2 separate regions of the Zea mays genome follow, and region 2 is linked to region 1. Evidence: chromatin contacts called from public Hi-C data. All regions are on one chromosome and are shown on one strand. Each heading gives the region's core, a stretch centred on a gene start, on an enhancer-like site or on the middle of the called end of the contact. The rest is flanking DNA. Distances are from core to core; before and after follow the strand shown.

The links. Hi-C and Micro-C count contacts between places; a contact is called where the count stands out from the background.
Region 2: a contact with region 1 is called in a Hi-C map of leaf, with 7 times the contacts expected there. The contact joins the promoter of LOC109944008 here to the enhancer-like site in region 1. A contact is called at or near these places in 2 of 25 Hi-C or Micro-C datasets (leaf and an unstated tissue).

Annotation. Positions count from the first base shown.
Region 1 is chr2:84,827,744-84,835,115 of Zm-B73-REFERENCE-NAM-5.0, forward strand. It overlaps LOC542319 (acetyl-coenzyme A carboxylase), which reads left to right. Exons shown (of 33, transcript NM_001111903.1): 25 at 1-71; 26 at 165-404; 27 at 622-902; 28 at 987-1,221; 29 at 1,322-1,674; 30 at 1,761-1,974; 31 at 2,107-2,286; 32 at 2,367-4,526; 33 at 4,745-5,251. The coding sequence ends at 4,801. Among protein-coding and RNA genes, the nearest start is that of LOC542319, 11 kb to the left of the region's middle. Within about 2 kb of position 3,373, at least 4 of the 20 cell types and tissues checked have an H3K27ac peak or open chromatin away from gene starts, as enhancers often do.
Region 2 is chr2:85,046,338-85,053,709 of Zm-B73-REFERENCE-NAM-5.0, forward strand. LOC109944008 (transcription factor RAX2) reads left to right here and starts at 3,401. Exons shown (of 3, transcript XM_020548353.2): 1 at 3,401-3,900; 2 at 4,833-4,962; 3 at 5,386-6,638. The coding sequence starts at 3,765. The coding sequence ends at 6,202.

The DNA.
Region 1 (7,372 bases), core at 2,123-4,622:
ATCCAAATCCTGGTGGTTACAGGGATCTGTTAGTTCGCTTTTCTTCCCTCAATCATAAAAGATATTATAAGGTGCAGTGGTTAGAAATAACTTAGATAGATATTCCCATTATAATTTATTTTGATATTTTTCCTAATGAATTCCATGCATCTTAATAAACACAGTTGGCCCTTAAAGCAAGTGAACTTCTTGAACAAACCAAACTAAGTGAACTCCGTGCAAGCGTTGCAAGAAGCCTTTCGGATCTGGGGATGCATAAGGGAGAAATGAGTATTAAGGATAACATGGAAGATTTAGTCTCTGCCCCATTACCTGTTGAAGATGCTCTGATTTCTTTGTTTGATTACAGTGATCGAACTGTTCAGCAGAAAGTGATTGAGACATACATATCACGATTGTACCAGGTATTATATCAACTAACTTAATGTCTTCCATAGTCTCACTAAGCATATCTGATATGTTAGATACCCTACATGGAATGCTCATCTTTTCATTTGACACAAAGAAACATTGAGAAATGAGATGCTGACGATTGGCTGAAATTAACTGGGTGTGAGAAATTGTGATCTCCCAACTTGTTAATGCACAATGTGCTGGCTAACTTGCCAATATTTTTTTCAGCCTCATCTTGTAAAGGATAGCATCCAAATGAAATTCAAGGAATCTGGTGCTATTACTTTTTGGGAATTTTATGAAGGGCATGTTGATACTAGAAATGGACATGGGGCTATTATTGGTGGGAAGCGATGGGGTGCCATGGTCGTTCTCAAATCACTTGAATCTGCGTCAACAGCCATTGTGGCTGCATTAAAGGATTCGGCACAGTTCAACAGCTCTGAGGGCAACATGATGCACATTGCATTATTGAGTGCTGAAAATGAAAGTAATATAAGTGGAATAAGGTTTGTTCTAATGCAATATTAGGTCCAAAGGAGTTTTTGTCTATGTTGAGCTACTCTTTTTTTAACTGAGTTCATTTCTTTCAGCAGTGATGATCAAGCTCAACATAAGATGGAAAAGCTTAGCAAGATACTGAAGGATACTAGCGTTGCAAGTGATCTCCAAGCTGCTGGTTTGAAGGTTATAAGTTGCATTGTTCAAAGAGATGAAGCTCGCATGCCAATGCGCCACACATTCCTCTGGTTGGATGACAAGAGTTGTTATGAAGAAGAGCAGATTCTCCGGCATGTGGAGCCTCCCCTCTCTACACTTCTTGAATTGGTCTGTTTATCAAAATAACTGCATGCTTGTTTGCTACATTATGTTATTGTTATTTTATGCTTATTTTCTTCACTACTGATTTTGCCTATTATGAATACAGGATAAGTTGAAGGTGAAAGGATACAATGAAATGAAGTATACTCCTTCGCGTGACCGCCAATGGCATATCTACACACTAAGAAATACTGAAAACCCCAAAATGTTGCATAGGGTGTTTTTCCGAACTATTGTCAGGCAACCCAATGCAGGCAACAAGTTTACATCGGCTCAGATCAGCGACGCTGAAGTAGGATGTCCCGAAGAATCTCTTTCATTTACATCAAATAGCATCTTAAGATCATTGATGACTGCTATTGAAGAATTAGAGCTTCATGCAATTAGGACAGGTCATTCTCACATGTATTTGTGCATACTGAAAGAGCAAAAGCTTCTTGACCTCATTCCATTTTCAGGGTAAGTGTGCACATAATCATTTTCAGGAAATGTTTATGCATTGACTATTATATCAGTCTCCTTAACAAGCTTTTCGTATTACTCAGGAGTACAATTGTTGATGTTGGCCAAGATGAAGCTACCGCTTGTTCACTTTTAAAATCAATGGCTTTGAAGATACATGAGCTTGTTGGTGCAAGGATGCATCATCTGTCTGTATGCCAGTGGGAGGTGAAACTCAAGTTGGACTGTGATGGCCCTGCAAGTGGTACCTGGAGAGTTGTAACTACAAATGTTACTGGTCACACCTGCACCATTGATGTAAGTTGTCCCTACTGTTTTAGTATTCTGTACATTGCACACATCACAATACAAGTCAATGTGTGGTTCTTATATTTAACTGCCATCCATGTCATTATTTTCTGAAGCACATAGTACTTCTAATGGTTTTAGATATACCGAGAAGTGGAGGAAATAGAATCGCAGAAGTTAGTGTACCATTCAGCCACTTCGTCAGCTGGACCATTGCATGGTGTTGCACTGAATAATCCATATCAACCTTTGAGTGTGATTGATCTAAAGCGCTGCTCTGCTAGGAACAACAGAACAACATATTGCTATGATTTTCCGCTGGTGAGTTGACCCCCCTTCCCCTGTCAATAACCATCTGTAGTTATTTTTAACCTAAGCTCATAATGATGGAAAAAATGTAGGCCTTTGAAACTGCACTGCAGAAGTCATGGCAGTCCAATGGCTCTACTGTTTCTGAAGGCAATGAAAATAGTAAATCCTACGTGAAGGCAACTGAGCTAGTGTTTGCTGAAAAACATGGGTCCTGGGGCACTCCTATAATTCCGATGGAACGCCCTGCTGGGCTCAACGACATTGGTATGGTCGCTTGGATCATGGAGATGTCAACACCTGAATTTCCCAATGGCAGGCAGATTATTGTTGTAGCAAATGATATCACTTTCAGAGCTGGATCATTTGGCCCAAGGGAAGATGCATTTTTTGAAACTGTCACTAACCTGGCTTGCGAAAGGAAACTTCCTCTTATATACTTGGCAGCAAACTCTGGTGCTAGGATTGGCATAGCTGATGAAGTAAAATCTTGCTTCCGTGTTGGATGGTCTGACGAAGGCAGTCCTGAACGAGGGTTTCAGTACATCTATCTGACTGAAGAAGACTATGCTCGCATTAGCTCTTCTGTTATAGCACATAAGCTGGAGCTAGATAGTGGTGAAATTAGGTGGATTATTGACTCTGTTGTGGGCAAGGAGGATGGGCTTGGTGTCGAGAACATACATGGAAGTGCTGCTATTGCCAGTGCTTATTCTAGGGCATATGAGGAGACATTTACACTTACATTTGTGACTGGGCGGACTGTAGGAATAGGAGCTTATCTTGCTCGACTTGGTATACGGTGCATACAGCGTCTTGACCAGCCTATTATTTTAACAGGGTTTTCTGCCCTGAACAAGCTCCTTGGGCGGGAAGTGTACAGCTCCCACATGCAGCTTGGTGGTCCTAAGATCATGGCGACCAATGGTGTTGTCCACCTCACTGTTCCAGATGACCTTGAAGGTGTTTCCAATATATTGAGGTGGCTCAGCTATGTTCCTGCAAACATTGGTGGACCTCTTCCTATTACCAAACCTCTGGACCCTCCAGACAGACCTGTTGCTTACATCCCTGAGAACACATGCGATCCACGTGCAGCTATCTGTGGTGTAGATGACAGCCAAGGGAAATGGTTGGGTGGTATGTTTGACAAAGACAGCTTTGTGGAGACATTTGAAGGATGGGCAAAAACAGTGGTTACTGGCAGAGCAAAGCTTGGAGGAATTCCTGTGGGCGTCATAGCTGTGGAGACACAGACCATGATGCAGATCATCCCTGCTGATCCAGGTCAGCTTGATTCCCATGAGCGATCTGTCCCTCGTGCTGGACAAGTGTGGTTCCCAGATTCTGCAACCAAGACCGCTCAGGCATTATTAGACTTCAACCGTGAAGGATTGCCTCTGTTCATCCTGGCTAATTGGAGAGGCTTCTCTGGTGGACAAAGAGATCTCTTTGAAGGAATTCTTCAGGCTGGGTCAACAATTGTCGAGAACCTTAGGACATATAATCAGCCTGCTTTTGTGTACATTCCTATGGCTGGAGAGCTTCGTGGAGGAGCTTGGGTTGTGGTCGATAGCAAAATAAATCCAGACCGCATTGAGTGTTATGCTGAAAGGACTGCCAAAGGTAATGTTCTCGAACCTCAAGGGTTAATTGAAATCAAGTTCAGGTCAGAGGAACTCCAAGACTGTATGGGTAGGCTTGACCCAGAGTTGATAAATCTGAAAGCAAAACTCCAAGATGTAAATCATGGAAATGGAAGTCTACCAGACATAGAAGGGATTCGGAAGAGTATAGAAGCACGTACGAAACAGTTGCTGCCTTTATATACCCAGATTGCAATACGGTTTGCTGAATTGCATGATACTTCCCTAAGAATGGCAGCTAAAGGTGTGATTAAGAAAGTTGTAGACTGGGAAGAATCACGCTCGTTCTTCTATAAAAGGCTACGGAGGAGGATCGCAGAAGATGTTCTTGCAAAAGAAATAAGGCAGATAGTCGGTGATAAATTTACGCACCAATTAGCAATGGAGCTCATCAAGGAATGGTACCTTGCTTCTCAGGCCACAACAGGAAGCACTGGATGGGATGACGATGATGCTTTTGTTGCCTGGAAGGACAGTCCTGAAAACTACAAGGGGCATATCCAAAAGCTTAGGGCTCAAAAAGTGTCTCATTCGCTCTCTGATCTTGCTGACTCCAGTTCAGATCTGCAAGCATTCTCGCAGGGTCTTTCTACGCTATTAGATAAGGTAAATTTGCTTACAGTTTCACCTTATTTTTTATTTGCAATTAACCTGTGGTCTTCGATTGGTTGGTGTCTGTTGCGTCTCACTTCTTTAGAGCTCTATTTCAATTGCATGTTGCTGGGCACTTAATTCCAAACATACATGACATCTTATCAGTAGATGATTCTAACACATAACCATTGCCTTCTCACCCTGCTTTGTCTTTGGATGCTGCTCATCAGATGGATCCCTCTCAGAGAGCGAAGTTTGTTCAGGAAGTCAAGAAGGTCCTTGATTGATGATACCAACACATCCAACACAATGTGTGCATGTCACATCTTTTTGTTCTAGTACATACATAGAAGGATATTGCTTGGTCTTGATTGATCATGTCTGATTTAAGTCGACTATTATTTCTTGGAATTTTCTTTTGGACCTGGTGCTATGGTTGATGGATGTATATTGGATATGTGCGTTCTGCCAGGTGTAAGCACAAAGGTTTAGACAGACCGAGAGCAAGAGCGAGTGAACCTGTTCTGGTTTTGCAGTGGTTCAGTAAGGCAGAAAGTTGTTAAACCGTAGTTCTGAGATGTATTACCAGTGGCGCCATGCTGTACTTTTAGGGTGTATAATGCGGATACAAATAAACAATTTAGCGGTTCATTAAAGTTTGAACTCAAATAACATGTTCTTTGTAAGCATATGTACCGTACCTCTACGTGAAATAAAGTTGTTGAATTAGCATTCGACATCAGAATTTGTTAGGACTAGGTTTTGTATGGTTTAGGGAGGTGTAATAGTGTCACACCCGGATTTCGGGGCATCAAGACCCGGGCGCGAACATAATCATCAGGTATAATCATCAGGTGTGCTGGGACCAAGTCTCACACATATGATGAATCATGGCACATGATCGAATGTCACATCTTTACTATATAATCGGGGTTTTGTACAAAATAAATAAATAAATACATTATATGGAGACAATGGTCCAGCAACCCAAAGTTGACTGGGAGACGATGACTTAGATCTCTCACAAACTTGTCACATCATCCTTCATGTGTCTCATCTTGTGGTACCTGTTCTTGACCTGTGGGGGGTGTGAGACAGCAAGAGTGAGCTCACATACATTCATCGCTCAACAAGTTGTGGGGAATAATGTGCATGAACTCGCCAAATGTGGGAGCTCACGTGAAGTGTAAGTCTTACCAAAGAGGATGGTTAGAGCTGAGCATTGCTTTTAAAGTTGATCAAAATTTTATTAGCAATTACTAAGTATAAGTAAATACCAACCCAATTAAGTAGCAGAACAAAAAGTAACAACCTCACCTGCGATGCAATGCATATGACAAATTAAGTTTAAGTTCCATAATTTAATCATCAGAGAGTCCTGAGCTGCTTATGACCGTGAGCTCGGCTAGTATACCAGTTTTACACTCTGTAGAGGTTGTACCCTTTACCCACAAGTCGTGTATCCTATGTCGCCAGGGTTAGCTAGACCCTTAGACACTACCGAGGTGAATGGCTAGGGATCCACTACGAGGCCTTTACAAAGTTCCACTAGCTTCCGAAAACCGCTACAGTTTATGAGAAGCGCACTTGCAAGAATCCCTCGTCTGACCGCCATCGCAGCAAAATCAACCCGAGAACCTCCTTGCATGCATCTCCCCTACTGCCCTTGCCCCTTTCGGGTAAGGTAGTCTTCCGCTAGCTTTCCTAATTAATCAGCCAAGGGCGTTCATAAACCCTTGTGGTGGCACGTGTTTCTCAAGTTAAGCTCTATGTTCCAATTAACATTAATGATCTTGACATGAACATAAATAGAATAACAAAAGAATTGGAACATAGATATAATAAATGATTATCCCAAAACCATGTAAAGCAATAACAAACTACCCAAGTGATTCAGGGGTAAACAAGGTAATGTGATAAACAATCTAGGGTGACCTATTGAGTCCCATCAAAATTAAGCCTATGCATGGTAAATGATTATAAAGAACATTGTTAGGTAACAAAAGTGATCAAGGGCACAACTTGCCTGGGACTTGAGATTCCAGGTACCAGGATGATTCTTCAGATTCTCGTGACCTCACTGCTAATCGTAGCAATACAAACAAACATAGTATAGGCAAAATAAATATCACACCAAATATAAGAACAAACTACGTAATAATACTCTACGCGTCGCTATGAGATCGGGGGATCGAGAACCACTAAATTCGAGGTTACGGTTATGAAGTTATGGTTTTCCTAAATTATTAAGCACTTAGAATAGATTAATTCAAATGAACAATTTTAATTCAAGTTTCATGGTTAGACAGTGTTACTAGGTGGTAGACAAGATTAAAACAAAATTAATGTCTCTGGAATGAATTAATTTGGAGCTAAAATAAATTTAATATGAATTATATAAGTTTCTAGATTTATTTGTGTATTGAAAATCAAATTCTAAATTCATTTTCCTGATTTTTCCTGAGCTCTGGACTGGGCGCCAATAACAGAAAAACACAGGGGCCATAATCACAATTACCCTAAGACTCAGGCTTCCCCGCGAACAGGACTGCGGGTTGTTTATAGTTAAATAGGAGGTCTCTTTTGCAAAACGCGCAGGTCGAAAGGGTATCGGTTAATTCTGGCCGCCCGATTTGTATCCTGTGGTTCAGATTAGATCCATAGCTGCCCCAACCGGTATGCGCAGACGACCGACTGATCCGAGATCTACGGCCTAGAAAGTGCCACGCCACCGACATGACCCAACCATCGGATCGTCCATCCGCGGCACAGATTTTATTTCGCGAACAGGTACGAGGTGTTTTGATCGTAGCCGCCCAGGCCAGATCAACGGTCGCAGTTTTTTTTCTTCTCCCGAC
Region 2 (7,372 bases), core at 2,151-4,650, 220 kb after region 1:
ACAAGCGTGATAATGGAGCAAGACAATGGTGACATGGGAGGTCGAGGAGACATGAAGATGGGGTGAGAATAAGAGGCTAATTACATTTTACACATCACTTGACCACTTTGGCTGTGAATATATGTACACCCTATGTCAGATCTAGGGACAAAAATAGGGCTATTGACATTTGGAAAACCACTTTAAAATTTTAGAGGACCGAAAAATCAATTTAAAAGTTGATGGACGCAAATAATAACCCCCTTAAAAGTTAATATGTGTATGTGTGAGAAAGAGATTAAAAAACGATTTTGAGATTGCTGAATATTAAAAGATAGCATCTCATTCAAAATTTAAGATTTAGTTTGAAGTTGCAATAATATAGATTCCAAGCCAGTGTTTCCAAAGAAATTATATAAATATATATTTTAATATCTCTATCGTATAAATATCCCATTATATTCCATCAAACTTGATTTCACTTCCGTTTACGAAAAAGAAAAATGCAACCATTTTAAGGTAACAAACCTACTATGTTTGCCGAGTATATGTGAGATCAAGGGACAAAAAAGGCTATTGACATTTGGAAAAACCACTTTAAAATTTTAGAGGGCCGAAAAGTCAATTTAAAAGTTGATGGACCCATATAACAATCCCCTTAAAAGTTAATGTATATATGGTGTATTTTACTCAAAAACTAATATGTGTATGTGTGAGAGAGATTAAAAAAAGATTATGAGATTGCTGAATATTAAAAGATAGCATCTCATTCAAAATTTAAGATTTTGTTTGGAGTTGCAATAATATAGATTCCAAGCCAGTGTTTCCAAAGAAATTATATAAAGATATTTTAATACCTCTATCGTATAAATATCCCATTCCATCAAACTTGATTTCACTTCCTTTTACGAAAAAGAAAAATGGAACCATTTTAAGATAATAAACCTACTATGTTTGCCGAGTATTTTATACCGATTGTTACACTAACACTCGACAAAAGTTTTGCTGAGTGTCTTAGACACTCGGCAAAGAACGCGATTCCGGTAGTGGTGTCAAAATAGTTGTTACTGTATTTATTTGCGTCGGTTAAAGTTGTTTTTTCTAAATTTAGCTAATATCATAACAAATATTATCAATATTTTAATATTCAAATAAAAATGCCATAGAGATAAATTTAAAGAACTATCGAATAATATTAATTAATACTATCTAACATTTTTTATATTTATACAAAATTAAAATAGTTAACTTCCCGAGAACATTTGAGTACAACACACAGGCGGAGCCGCTATGCATGTAGTAGCTTCCTCCTTGGTCGATTTGCAGACAAGACAAAGACTGGCCTGTAATATAATAGTGTTACTAGGCTGCTAGCTACCTAAGCTAGGGCTGAGATGCGCATACTTCCTATATAATCTCAGTGCCTACGATGAAACCCAAGGTTGAACCGCACGTCGAGCCTACACAGTAAACATAGCTCACCTACTGGGCCTCCAAACGTGCACGGCGTCTGAGGCCAACCGGCGTCTACGTACCCTGATATATATCAGGTCTTGCGTACTTACTACATACGTCTATATAACTACATACTCATCAGTCCCAGTACGCATGTACTGTATATATATACATGTGTGCCTGGAGGCAGCAGATGCATGAACGCTGTTTAGTTGCTGCATCATGGGCTTTTTACAACTCGGCCGTCCGTGGACGACAAAAAGTATACGTGAGGATGGATTGGAGAGGCCAGGGAGGCTAGCTGCTGCCTACCTACCTCCCTGCCTGCCTGCCTGCGCACTAATACACCGGCCAGCTCATGCCGATTCCATCCCCGGCCGGTTAGAGTTTTGGCGTAACAAGTTTCCGACCTTTGAAATCTGTGTACCCGCCTTTAAAATTTCAGTTGTCATACTGGTTTTAATTTAATTTCAGACGACTGAATGAAAAAAACAACTGATTATAGATACCACCTTCGTCGTAGCTGTGTTTTAAATAGCCGGATACATAGTTTATCCTCACCCTTCTCAAACTTGCAAATATCAGGATAAATCACAATATAATGAAACATAACTTTTCACTGATAAAAATGATATATCGGGATATATCGTCCATGCAGTTATTTAAAACCTTGCTTCATATGGAGTCAAATCTATATGATTCACTTGATTAGCACTACACCAAAATCATACACTTCCTACGGTTTTTTAACTTCCTACAGCTTTTATATAAAACCGTAGGAAATACATAACTTCCGAGAGGCAACTGATACCTCTAGGAAATAAACATAACTTCCTACAGTTTTTTATAAAAGCTGTCGGAAGTTACAAAACCGTAGGAACTTAACTAACTTCCTACGGCTGGCTCTAGGAAGTTAGGTTTCATCCGTTCACAAGCCAATAGGAAGTTAGTCAGCTGACGGCGCTGACGGCGTGAAACTACTAACTTCCGAGAATCTACTAACTTCCGAGAGGTTTATTAAGCTGTAAGAAGTTAGGTAACTTCCTAGAGCCCTCTAGGAAGTTAAGCTAACTTCCGACAAAAAAATTTCGAGAGCCAAACTTCCGACGGGATGACTTAACTTCCGAGAGTTTCGCTAACTTCCTAAAGTTTAGGCCTAACTTCCTAGGGTTTAGGCTCTAGAAAGTTTACTATTTTGGTGTAGTGTAGATATTGTGCGGAGTCATTTCATCTTCAAACAATTCAACTAAAAAACTTAAGCTTATAGGAAGAGATTTACGATTCACTTATATTTTAACAGTATAATCATATTATTAGCTTAACTCAAGTTAATTAATTTGTAGAGCTAGAAAGATCATTATATTTTTGGAACTAATACTGTGGAGTTTCACACAAAACAGTAGTATTTCTTTTTACCTACTCCCAATAATGTGCCTTCAAATGGGAACACTACACTACATATATATGGATCCACATCGCCAAAAACTAGACATCAGTCAGACGCTAACGCTATCCACCACACATTGCCTTTTTTGTATCCAGATATACATATGTCCAGGCCGGCTAGCTGTACTTAATTTGCCATCTATCAAATCATATCACAGATTAAAAAACACTCTAATACCAAAGATAGGCATCATCACTGAAAACTATCCATCTCATGTGCCATGCATCCACTTACTAATAATCTCTCCAAAAAAAAGTATGCAAATTTCCTGAGAGAGAGAGAGAGACAGAGACAGACCACATTTAGCCCAAGTACACACTGACTTTAGTGATTCACTCTACGGCCGGATGCCATCCAGTGCCAGGCTACCTGCAAACAAACACGCGCCTTGGGCGATTCCATGTGCAAGTGTACTTTGTTTACAGAAAAGACAGGGGGCTCTTATTATGAAACTAATAGCCAACCTTTTCCCCCCTTGAGTGCTGAGATTTGTAGGGGCCAACCATCAAGCAGGAGGTGATTGCAACCAAACAAATACTATCCCACACATTGACTTCCTACCCCTTCCCTTCGTCTCTCCCTATCATCCTCTCTCTGCAGCTCAGCTAGCCTCACTGTCGCCCTCGTCAGTCTTATATATTTTATGTGCTCTCTTGTTCCCTTGTGTGATGTCTCCTCTTCCTCTCCCTATCCTTGCTTTCTGTGCCTCTCAACAAAGGGCAGTGTTCCTTGCTATGTCATCTAGCTAGATAGCACAGAGCAAGCTGCCTGGGCAGGCAGCTAGAAAATTAACAACAAAAAAAAAAGGTCAGGAGCAGTGGGATTTGGTAGCTTGCTGTTGCTTTTGGCTTCGTCTCCGGGCACATCTCACTGCTGAAACCTCATGGGGAGGGCTCCGTGCTGCGACAAGAACAATGTGAAGAAAGGGCCATGGTCTCCTGAGGAGGACGCCAAGCTCAAGGAGTTCATCGAGAAGCATGGCACCGGTGGGAATTGGATTGCTCTCCCTCAAAAAGCAGGTAGTATATATATGTGCATGATTTATCAACCTACATATACATAGAGTCATAGATGTGATGTGGCTTTTCATCAGCTGGTTTGGGGATTTCATGATGTTAACAGTTGAGTTTGAGTCCAAACAGTCTAGGTTCTTGGTGCTGATGTCTTTCTTTCTTTTTTTGTTTCTAATTTGTTTGCCCCCTTATTTATGTTTTTTCTGCTTGGATCTGTTTGGGATGACTTCAAATTAGGATTGTTCTGAGACAACTTGTTTATAAGAAAAAAAAGAAGAAAAACATATACATGGTATCTCTCATGAATTTACTATAAGAACGCTCATGAAACTTTGCTCCCTCTTCCTCACCCCTCTACTCCCTTTGTCTACAACTTGCTAGGATTCTATTGATCTTCAAGATTCATTAGCTTCACTACTTCCCAGTTTGATGGTCTCCTTCTAGTCAGGATCATCATAACTTCTTTTCAGCACACTTTTAGAATCAAAGCTTTCTCTCTGCTATGCACTACCTACAATCTCGCTATGCTTGGTATTTTGCGTTTCGATCTTGGTATTTGGGGTTTTCACTGACCATTTCCTTGGATCGATGTGGAGTATATTTCCTTGGATGTGTAGTATTCCGACAAAGATCGTGGCGTTGTTTATGGTTTAAGGACCAGTGATGTCCCTAGCTAGTCTCGCAGTTAGGTGTCATGCGACTATAGCAGGACTCTAATTGTAGTGGCAAGTCAAAGTCCAGGTTCCTAACCGAAGAAGGATTGCCATACAAGTCTTCTTCCCATGCATGTGATAGTTTCATATTACGCCCATAATTGCATGCTACTTTCTATATATCGTCTTCAATTTTTTCTGTGTTCGCCAAACAAAACCAAAAAAAATCACAAGAGTGACTACTCGGAGTTTCTAATGGCGCGTATTCTGTTATTTTGATTCTAGGGTTGAGGAGATGTGGCAAGAGCTGCAGACTTAGATGGTTAAACTACCTGAGGCCTAACATTAAGCACGGGGAGTTCACTGAGACCGAAGACAGGGTCATCTGCAGCATGTATGCAAGTATAGGAAGCAGGTGGGTGAAAAAAAACTGGATATATATGTAGTCCTATCTATTATGGATTAACTCCTTTTTACCATTATGATGACCCAAAAGTCCACACGCATTAATCGTCCTTAATTTGTTCTTACATATACAAGTACCTTAATGTAGAAATATATGCAAACTAATCAAGAGGGAGTTCAGAATTCACACTTGAGAAGAAGGAAGATTAACTTTCATTACATATAGCTAGCTCTAGATAGTTTTTTTACTTCTAAAAGTGATTCTCTAGCTATAGTTACAAAAGACCAAGAACCAATATTCTTGATGGCGGTCTACACACAAAATCTCCCTCTATCTTGAGCTGTGTGCATGAGAAAATGAAATCAAACCAACAAGAAGAACGGAATGCGTATGCTAATTCATCATCTGCGTGTATTACACATGACATCTCAGGTGGTCGATCATCGCGTCGCAGCTGCCCGGGCGCACCGACAACGACATCAAGAACTATTGGAACACCAAGCTGAAGAAGAAGCTCCTCGGCTCCTCAGCCGCGCCACACCCTCACCGCGCACCACGGCAGCAGCAGCAGCAGCAGCACCACCACCACCGGCCCGGCCTCAACCTGATGCTCCAACAAACGTTGCCCTCCTTACCCCAGCTGGCCACCTACAACAGCTTCTTCTCCGGCGCAGGCGGAGGAGCCCTCCACCACGACGACCCCATCATCCCCGCGCTAGCACTTCCGCCGCCACACCAGGACTACATGCTAAGCCCCGGCGGCGGCGCCGGCCTTGGCATCCCAACGTCACTGCTGCACGCGCAGCAGCAGCAGCAGTTTCAGCAGCAGCACCAGCAGCATGTGGTGAAGGAGGAGAGCGGCAGCATGATCGTGTTCGGCAGGGACCAGCAGAGCTGCAGCTCGTCGGACGGCGGCGGCGCGCATAGCCAGCACCAGCCGCAGTACGGCAATGGCCATGGCAAGGAGCTGAGCTTCGACGGCTACTTGTTCGGCTACAGCAACGGCGGCAGCGGCATGGAGCACGACAACTGCGGCAGGCTGATGCAGCAGCTGCAGGACGCTCACCAGCAGCAAGCCCATCAGCATCTAGTGCCTGTGGAGTACAACTACGAGGAGATCAAGCAGCTGCTCATGAGCACAGCCGCCGCCGATACTCTGCACGCCGCCGGCAGCCACGACGACGACGACGACAACGGCGGGATTGAAGGGTTCGGCGGCTCGCAAGGGAATAAGGTGACGATGATGTAAATTGACGACTGCTTCTGAGAGATGGACGTACGACACGACACAGGGTAAAAGCGATTGATGATCAACGCGCAAGGTGTGTGTTTGATTTTTACTGCTGTATTCTTGCTTCTTCTTACTTCTCTTCTGATTCTATGGCCGTACGTGTAGTGTGCTAGTACGTGCGCGTGCGTACGTGTGTGTGTGGGCACGTTAATTACCCTGTGTCATGGCTGCATACACGTGCAGGATGCTGCGTGCGTGTTACAGGCTGTGTATGTGACCGTGACATGGGATCGAAGAAATTCTGCCCTCTCCTCTCTCTCTCTCCTCCTATATATTACTGTTGTACTTGTCTCTCTTTCTCTCTCTCTTTTGCCTCACCAGAGAGGTATAGTGTCACGAGCATCAGAGCAAGATGAGGTACACTGTTGCAAGACTTGTTACCGTGTGTTTCCTAGCTGTTTCTTTGGACTGGGAGTCTGGACACCACCAGGGTACACTACTGGCTGGGTCAGGCCTTCTTCATCATTTGCTAGTGCAGTGCAGCTAGCTGGATATTGCTGATGATATCTGCACTGTGTGCATGCACCATTATTTATTTCCTTCGTTCCTCCTACTGTATATGTGCCTGCTGATGTGATGCTTGGACGGCCATGACATTGAACTCTGTTGCGCATGCAGCGCGCTAGTAGATTGGTTGGTTGATCGATGCTGTGGGATCGATGTGGCACGACTGCAGCAGGGCAAAAGTGCATGTGGGAAACAACGTACATCTTGTGAGTTGTAGCGGTAGTGGGTCGGGACGGGACGACGACGTCCATATTCATGCATGCATGCATGCATGAGATGAGCTAGCATGATAGGACGACGACATGCATGCACATGGGAGGAGGAGGAGGGGGCGTGTACGTTGGAGGTCGTAAATAAGCTAGTACATCTAAGACGACCGAGTCCGGCCTGCCGTGTCCGCCGCGCGCATTGCCAGTCTACTATGTTGTACGTACGTGCCATAGGGTGATAAGAAACGTGCCTTGTCTGTCAGACACCCGCATCGTTTTAGCGCTCGCGATGCAAAGATTCCACTTCTACCAGAGAGATCGACCATCAGGGTCAGGGAGAGCCAAAGATTCCTGTCCGGGTTTTACTCTTTTTTTTTAACATACTTTACTACTGCGTCAGATCATGGACAGA